Linked DNA regions of Xenopus tropicalis: region 2 is linked to region 1. Evidence: chromatin contacts called from public Hi-C data. All regions are on one chromosome and are shown on one strand. The core of a region is the stretch at or near the end of the contact, and the rest is flanking DNA. Distances in the headings are between cores, read along the strand shown.

Region 1 (4,355 bases), core at 1,085-3,584:
GGCTAAACATTAATCCTATCTGTAACAATGGCCCTTTTATTGGAGCTCCCTATAGATCCTATCGCTTCTCTGTCTGAGTTTGAAATGGAGAGTGGGCGTGTCCTAACGGTCCCTGCCAGAAGCACAGTAGGAGGGGGGAGAGCCAATCACAGGCCTGCACTCACACAAGCAAAGACAGGCTTCAGTTCCCTATCAGGTCAGCCTAGCTGCTGATTGGTTCCTATCTTATAGTGTCGCCGGCTCCCCAGCTCATCCAGAGAATTCAGCCAGCAGGAAGTGGAACTGATGGGCGGGACTAGTGGGGTTTTGGTGGAATTTCTCAATAAATAAGTCTGAAACACAACATTTTTAAGCACACTCCTTCTATATCTGGAGGAGTATAATTCACTGGTACATTCTTAATTTTTATAGGATATGTCTCCTTTAAAGCAACTTTGACTTGAAGCACAGGAGATTCACAGCCATTTGGAAAGTTTCGCTCACAGAAGAACCAGAATTCTTTTTTAATGACGCGTCAAAACCAGATAATTCATATAAAAAAATTTGCGAAACAGCTAAAATGATGCGCTGTATTTTTTTGATGTGTGTGACATTTTTTGTGACGCAGCAAATTTCGAGAAAAAAAACGCCAATGGCGAAAATACAGAAATTCACCGCAAATCCAGGCCTGGTTTATTTCGCCCATCGCTAATTCTAATCTTTTCTAATCATGTTTTTAAGATTCAAAAACAGATCCAAAAAAATAAGCAAAACTAATTTCAGATAAATATTTCTAACCTTTACATAAATTTACTTAAATATTCTGCTATTTTTTTAATACAAAAACATGAAAAAAATATTCACAAAATAATTCAATATAAACGTCACAAAACAATACTTTCCAATACAAAGCTATTTCTTAAGCTCATTTTTTTAAATAAAAAAAAAAAGATCAAATAATAGAGTATTGGAAACTTTACATTAGAAATACTATCAAATATGAATCTTTTTATTTTTTTTGTGAAATTACATGAAAAATACAGCCGAAACGTCAGTTGCCATTTCAATAAAGCATTCGAAATGAACCTTAAGTCCTGCGTGCGCGGTACCTAACTTGTGTTTTTAATCAAATATTTAGACTTTTTTATTTTATTTTTTTAAATTAAAAAACAAAAAAATGGTGGGAAAAAATAAAGATCACTAGGGGAATACTGGGTTGGGGATTACGTCTCAAGCGCGGCTTTTGGGATTAGGATAAGAGAGTTATTGGTGCGTGTATGTGTGTATATGTGTGTGTGTTATTGTGTGTATATATCTGTATGTGTGTGTGTGTTATTGTGTGTATATATCTGTATGTGTGTGTGTGTTATTGTGTATATATCTGTATGTGTGTGTGTTATTGTGTATATATCTGTATGTGTGTGTTATTGTGTATATATCTGTATGTGTGTGTGTTATTGTGTATATATCTGTATGTGTGGGTGTTATTGTGTATATACCTATGTGTGTGTGTTATTGTGTATATATCTATATGTGTGTGTGTTATTGTGTATATATCTGTATGTGTGTGTGTTATTGTGTATATATCTATATGTGTGTGTATATATCTGTATGTTATTGTGTATATATCTGTATGTGTGTGTGTTATTGTGTATATATCTATATGTGTGGGTGTTATTGTGTATATATCTATATGTGTGGGTGTTATTGTGTATATATCTGTATGTGTGGGTGTTATTGTGTATATATCTATATGTGTGTGTGTTATTGTGTATATATCTATATGTGTGTGTGTTATTGTGTATATATCTATATGTGTGTGTTATTGTGTATATATCTGTATGTGTGTGTGTTATTGTGTATATATCTATATGTGTGTGTATATATCTGTATGTGTGTGTGTATATATCTGTATGTGTGTGTGTATATATCTGTATGTGTGTGTATATATCTGTATGTGTGTGTGTGTTATTGTGTATATATCTGTATGTGTGTGTGTTATTGTGTATATATCTATATGTGTGTGTATGGTGCATGTCAATAAATCCAGGGCAGTCAGTCAGCTCTAGAGATGGGAAGGGCTGAATCTCTTTAGCAGAGGAATGGGAATAAAATCTGCTAGAGAAAAACTGCTATTTCTAAAAAATAAATAAATAAAAACCTAAAGAGGCAATATTGTTTTGTGTACGTGACTGGCTTGCCATCCCTGATCATCATCATGCTCGGATTCTTTCTCCAAACGTCCATTTTAAGGTAGGGATGGCTCGGAGCCAAGAAACAGCCACACAGAATGGATCCGCCAATCAGGGGAAAGCAAGGAGACGCTACATCACTCTCATTAGAGCGCTCCATACAGACACACAAACACAGAGAGGGACATGGAGGGGGAGAAAGGTCCTCGCTGAAACTCGCCAGCTGTTTGCTAACGGCTTTTCATTTATACAGACAAAAAAGGAGTGGTTTGCATGCAGGTCTTGGCCGGGGGTATAAATAAACAAAGCCTACGATGAGAAACATTTTATTGTTGAAAAAATAGAATTATAAAAATAAGACAGGTAATTTTACCCTCCCCCACACTCAAAAATGGAGGGAAATGAACATGCCTTCATAAAACACCACAGAATTCCACTCCAACAGGAACACAATGACCCTTTCCTCTCATTTCTTATTTACCCTTGGGGTAACGTACCCCTTTGTTCTTATAACTGCCCCCGGTGCCTGGTACAATAGAATGGTGCCGGGTCAGACTTGGCAACACGGAATAGAAATGGAGGGAAATGAATATCCCTTCATAAAACACCCCAGAATTCCACTCCTACAGGAACACAATGACCCTTCCATCTCATTTCTTATATATTTTTACCCTTGGGGGTAACGTACGCCTTTATTTTTATAACTGCCCCCGGTGCCTGGTACAATAGAATGGTGCCGGGTCGGACTTGGCAACACGGAATAGAAATGGAGGGAAATAGATGTAAACAATGATTTCTGTGTGTAGGGTTTGCCTGATATGTACCAGACCCCGGCGTATGACAGTAATAAAAATGAGAATTTGGGATACGCCGCGCCAGCTGCTGCCCCCTGGCACACAAAGGGAAGGGTCTGCGGAACAATAAGATGTTGGGCTATTGACATTGTTATTACAGTAATTCTACAGTCTGTGCACCAGGTGGTACAGTTCCCTGAGATTTCAGCTTATTTTTCTTTCTATCCAGGAGACGATTGGGGGGGGGGTTATTATTTCTGCTTTCCCGTTTTATTGGCTGTCTGTATAGGAGGGGTGAGGGGGTAGGGGCTGCTTAATAGAGCACATGTGCACTCATTACAGGCAAAGGGAAAGTGCTTTTTCCCCTGCAGAATTGCATGAAACGGGGTTTGGGAGTGAGATCGGATCCCATGGGGCAGGGGAAGTGGAGGCTGCACATCGACATTCTCCATCCCTGTCAGGGAGCATCATAGAACTCCATAGCATGTTAACAAGAGATGCTGTTAGTTGGGTATCGAAATGAAATGGTGACGCTGTCGTTACCTACTGATAGTGCCTGACATAGACATGGCAGTTTCCTATCAATAAAATCAGTAAAAGACCTTTGGAGGGACAGTCATTTTGACTTCTGTGATCCTGCCGGTCGGCAGCAATCAAAAACACTTGATGCCATACATTCTGGACTCATTGGGCATCATTAGCTTCACCTTGCTTTTATCCATGTAAATATGTAATGTGCTGCCTATGGCAGATGGGGGCACTGTCACACACAGATTGCTCAGGAACCAGGAAGTGAGCCTTTCCAAATAATTCATACCTGACTGTGTCAGTGGTTTCCTTACATAGCGATGTTAAGGTGGCCATACATGGGCCGATTGTAGCTGCTGATATGGGTCCCTTTGACCCATTTGACAGCTTATCGGCCCGTGTAGGGGCAGAAACGACCGCAATGCCCGACCGATATCTGGCCTGACATTGGTCAGATATCGATGGAGCAGGTTAAAAGATTTAGTTGGATTAGGGGCCGCATCGGCTCATTGATGCGGTCCCCAAACCGACTGTGCCATTGGCGCCGTTAGAATTCGATCGTTTGGCCCCAGGGCCCCAGAATTAGCCTACATTTGCCCGATATCGTCCACCCGTAGGTGGGGATATCGGGAGAAGATCCGCTCGCTTGGCGACCTTGCCAAGCGAGCGGATCTTAACACGTATGGGCACCTTTAGTCAAATGATTGTAGGGGGTCAATAGCACTGGTATCACTATTCTCATGGAGGGGCTGTGCCAATAAGAATGCCCTTTTAGGCTGTGGGGGACCTAAAGGGTCAACTTACCCTACTAATAATGCAGTCATAGTTCTTAGTCCCTATGCCTTGTGAGAGGGGGGATTCC
Region 2 (4,355 bases), core at 1,242-3,741, 61 kb before region 1:
TGTTATTTGCAAATACACACACACACAGGAGAGCAACTTAATTAAATTTATCTTTTTTTATGTAAAAGGAAAAAATTTTGTTGAACTCCCGCCTCAATACCAAGGTTTAATTGCTACAAAAAATGCTTGAGCTCCATGAATGATACAAACCGTAACACTTACAGCCGACAACCGTGCCGATCTCCTCTTGGGCTAAAAAATTAAAAAAAATATAAAAATATGATTAGATACAGCAAAGTAATAAAACTTTTGAGAAGTGTTTTGGTTGAAATCACTGCTCCTCACCTCATCCTTGGCATCTGCAGCATCAGCAGCATTCACCTGCTGGAATAAGAAAGTGCCATTAGTCACAACACCACAGTATTAAACACAAAGAAGAATGACAGGTTGCGGGCAAAGGGATTTAGATCAGGGCAGGGTATCAGCGCTGATAAGCGCACAGTACATGACCTTGGACAAGACAATGCACAAATACCCATTGCAACAGGTTAGTGACCCGCCGCACCAGCAGATGGCGCTAAGCAGGTAAACCAATACTCCAAGGCAAAAACAAACCACACACGGAAGGAGAGGGGTGGGCGCGCTAAAGAAGAATTAAAGACGCCTGGTAACCCAAACACGCACTCGTCATGACCATGTAACGGATTTACCCCCCACTCCCACTTAAACAATTACTCTTTAGTCGACTTAGGAATCGAATGCCACCTATCTATTGCGCGACCCCCCCTTCCCTTAAAAATGGTACAGTCCCCTCAGCGGAGATAACACGCACAGGGGCAGCCCATGTCAACTCTAGCAGGGGGGGGGAGGGAATGATAAAGTGACGTCACTAGTTCAATCATTCGCCCCATTGGCTCTGGGGGATCCGGGAACGTTCTAGAACGAGCAAGACCTTCCCCCTTTCAGGCGCTGACCAGTCCGAACGAAGGAGCGCTGAAGAGAACTAGAGCCGAGGGAAACGCAGGGAGAAGGAGGAGGGGGCAGTAGAGGGAAGGAGCGCTCATCTCGTCCAACCCCCTCCCGCCCGACATTACTCCTCTTACACACACCCCCCTCGTTGTTTTCACCACACGCCTCTATAGAGGGGCCAACTAATGGCCCGCTGGAGGTTAGACTTGCAATCCCCCGGAGGGCCACTTGCAGCGTATACAATCTCTCACACACACACACAACCCCCGCCATGTTGTGGTCGTGCACTCCCGACGACATTACCTCACAGAATTCCCGCCACAGCCGCCTCCCGCCATTCTCCATAATTAAAACTCCAACCCTCCATGTTGTTTAAAGTAAAACAAAAATCAACGCGGAACCTCCTACGCCGTCTCCCCAAGCGAAGAAGCCCGCCATTCCTAATAGGAACCCCCCCCCCCTCAGCAAGTCACCGCGACCCCCTCAGGAAAACGAAGAAAAATAGTGCGGGCTGCTTTCCCCCCCATTAAAGTAAAAGCGTTTGCAATTCCAGTAGGAAAAGTTCCAAATGCACCACATTCTAAAAAGGTATCCCACCGCCATTTTTTTCAAAGCCTCGGCGTCGCCACAAGCGGACTTTCTATCCACCGCGGATATATCCATGTAGAAAGCGAACGGCGGACGAATACGCGCGTCCGACATAAACCCATTTGCCGCTTGCAATTCCCGCTAATATTCGCAGGGAGCCCTCCGCGTCCTTGCAGCGCTCCTCCTTACCTTTCTCTTAGGCATGGCTGCACTGAGGGCTTGTGTGCACCGCTTGAATCCAAAGACAGAAGCAACGGGAACGCTTAGCAGCCTTCTCTGCAAATGGACGCCTACACACTTAAATCCCTGGCTTGCTTGCACTTATTTATATATATATTTGTTTTTTCTATGTGCGAGCCCTCCTGCAGATGGAGTACTCACAAAGACTAGTCGGCTCCCTAGCGCTTGCAAGCGGTTAATATGCGAGCCAGAGAACTAGTTCAAACCGGATAGGATCCCTCCGCCTCTTTATCTATTCACCGCTCTAACCTGTTGGGGGGGCTGGAGAGAATGGGGGGAGGGGAAGCGTATGTCCCACCCCGGTCCCCCCTTTCCATTGGCTCTCAGTGGATTTTCAAACCATAACACGGGCACCTGTCTGGGTAGGTTAGCCTGTCACTCACCCCCCCCCTCCCCTCCTCCTCCTTCCTTTTCTCCCTAAGGGGGGATGTGGCGGCGGTGGGGTAGTAAATCGGCTTTGGGATTTTTTTTTTTTTTTCACGTTTGTTTGAATCGCTGGTGGTAAATACAAGGGCGCTCGCTGATTGGCTGAGACGCATCGTGCTTGGAGCGACGTCACTATCCACGCTGTTCCCTGCGATCGCTGTTTTAACCCGATCTCGTCGCTGCTGAGTGTGTGTGTGTGGGGGGGGGGGATACAATAGATCCAATTGGTACCGACCATAATAAAAAAAAAACTATCTTTGTCCTATAGATCTTTATAGCGATATCATGTTTTGATTCTTTCCACCTCTAAAGGGGGAGGGGTTTGCTGATCGCTATTGTTGCAGCCGATGTGGGAGCTGCTGGGAAACATGGCGGAGAGCTGTGCGGCGTGGCTGTTAGTGCTGAGCGCCGTGTTTCTGTGCAATCTCTGTAAAATCCTGCTTCCTTCTTTCTCCTCGCTTGTAAGTAAGCGACTGATCGCCCGAGAATCGCGGGAGGGGGACGATATGCTGTAGGGGGGAAGACACACGGAGCTACTTGACTAAAACAGACAATGCTGATCATTTACTGATAATTGTCTCTACGTGTGTTTAGCAGAGGCAATTCTCAGTATTGTCTATGGCAGGGGATTTTCTGGCGTTTAGTAGCCGTGACAAGTAGCTGCTACTAGTAGTGTCTTCACCCTAAGGGTGTGGAATACACTGAGCTACTAGTAGCAGCTGCTTGTCACGGCTACTAAAACAGACAATGCTGATCATTTACTGATAATTGTCTCTGTGTGTGTTTAGCAGGGGAAATTCTCAGTATTGTCTATGGCAGGGGATTTTAGTAGCTGCTACTAGTCGCTCTGTGTGTCTTCACCCTTAAGGGCAAAGACACATGGAGCTACTTAGTAGCAGCTACTTGTCACAGCTACAACATGCCAGAAAATCCCCTGCCATAGACAATACTGAGAATTGCCTCTGCTAAACACACACAGGGACAATTATCAGTAAATGATCAGCATTGTCTGTTTTAGTAGCCACAACAAGTAGCTGCTACTAGTAGCTCCGTGTGTCTTCACCCTTAGGGTGAAGACAGACTAGGCTACTAGTAGCAGCTACTTGTCACAGCTACTAAACTCCAGAAAATCCCCTGCCATAGACAATACTGAGAATTGCCTCTGCTAAAACACACGTAGAGACTGTTATCAGTAAATGATCAGCATTGTCTGTTTTAGTAGCCACGACAAGTAGCTGCTACTAGTAGCTCAGTGTATTCCACACCCTTAGGGTGAAGACAGACTAGGCTACTAGTAGCAGCTACTTGTCACGGCTACAAAATGCCAGAAAATCCCCTGCCATAGACAATACTGAGAATTGCCTCTGCTAAAACACACATAGACAGTTATCAGTAAATGATCAGCATTGTCTGTTTTAGTAGCCACGACAAGTAGCTGCTACTAGTAGCTCTGTGTGTCTTCACCCTTAAGGAAGAAGGGGGACAGGGTTGTTGTGTTAGAAAATGAGTAAAAAAGTCTCCTAGTGCTCCAGGAATATAGAGGTGCCTGATCTTTAATACACAGCATTGGCAAAGCTGCAGCCCAATTCCCCATAGAATGCTGGTTTTAATATGGAATATAGTCTAGGGATTGTATCTGCTGCCTGTTATAGCGATGTCACAACTGCCATCTTTATTGTGGCATCATTATAACCTTCCCTCACGTTAAGCACTGCTATATTGCAGGTTTATATCGGCTACGCGCATTAGGGAACCCCTATATGAAGGGAAACATTTATTATTATTAACATTTATTTATAAAGCGCCAACATATCCCGCAGCGCTGTACAATAAGTGGGTTTCATACATTGGGCATACAGAGTAACAAATAAAGCAATTAATAACCAATACAGGAGGGGAAGAGAGCCCTGCCCAAAAGAGCTTACACTCTACAAACATCTCCCCTTGGGAGGGTAGAGTTTAATTCCGCAAATGGCTAGGAGTGGAAAGGGGTAAGCCTAATGCTAGGAAATCCTGCCATTAACAAGTATGGAGGGTTCTGCTGTCTGTCAGCTTTTTTTTTTTTCTCCCAGTGCGTCCCCAAGTGTTTTTTTAAACATCACAAGACGGCCATGCCACCATTGTGTCATCTCTTTATGTCTCATGGTTGCCAACTGTTTCCACTGACAGTTCCCTTTTTTTTTTTAAAAAAA

Evidence for each region. Hi-C and Micro-C count contacts between places; a contact is called where the count stands out from the background.
Region 2: a contact with region 1 is called in a Hi-C map of brain, with 5 times the contacts expected there. The contact joins the promoter of get1 here to the enhancer-like site in region 1. A contact is called at or near these places in 2 of 5 Hi-C or Micro-C datasets (brain and gastrula embryo).

The regions. Positions count from the first base shown.
Region 1 is chr2:11,672,285-11,676,639 of UCB_Xtro_10.0, reverse strand. No RefSeq gene overlaps it. Among named protein-coding and RNA genes, the nearest start is that of sh3bgr, 29 kb to the right of the region's middle. Within about 2 kb of position 2,334, at least 4 of the 11 cell types and tissues checked have an H3K27ac peak or open chromatin away from gene starts, as enhancers often do.
Region 2 is chr2:11,733,500-11,737,854 of UCB_Xtro_10.0, reverse strand. get1 (guided entry of tail-anchored proteins factor 1) reads left to right here and starts at 2,491. Exons shown (of 5, transcript NM_001006891.1): 1 at 2,491-2,624. The coding sequence starts at 2,532. hmgn1 (high mobility group nucleosome binding domain 1) reads right to left here and starts at 1,852. Exons shown (of 6, transcript NM_203732.2): 1 at 1,687-1,852; 2 at 286-324; 3 at 151-192. The coding sequence starts at 1,701.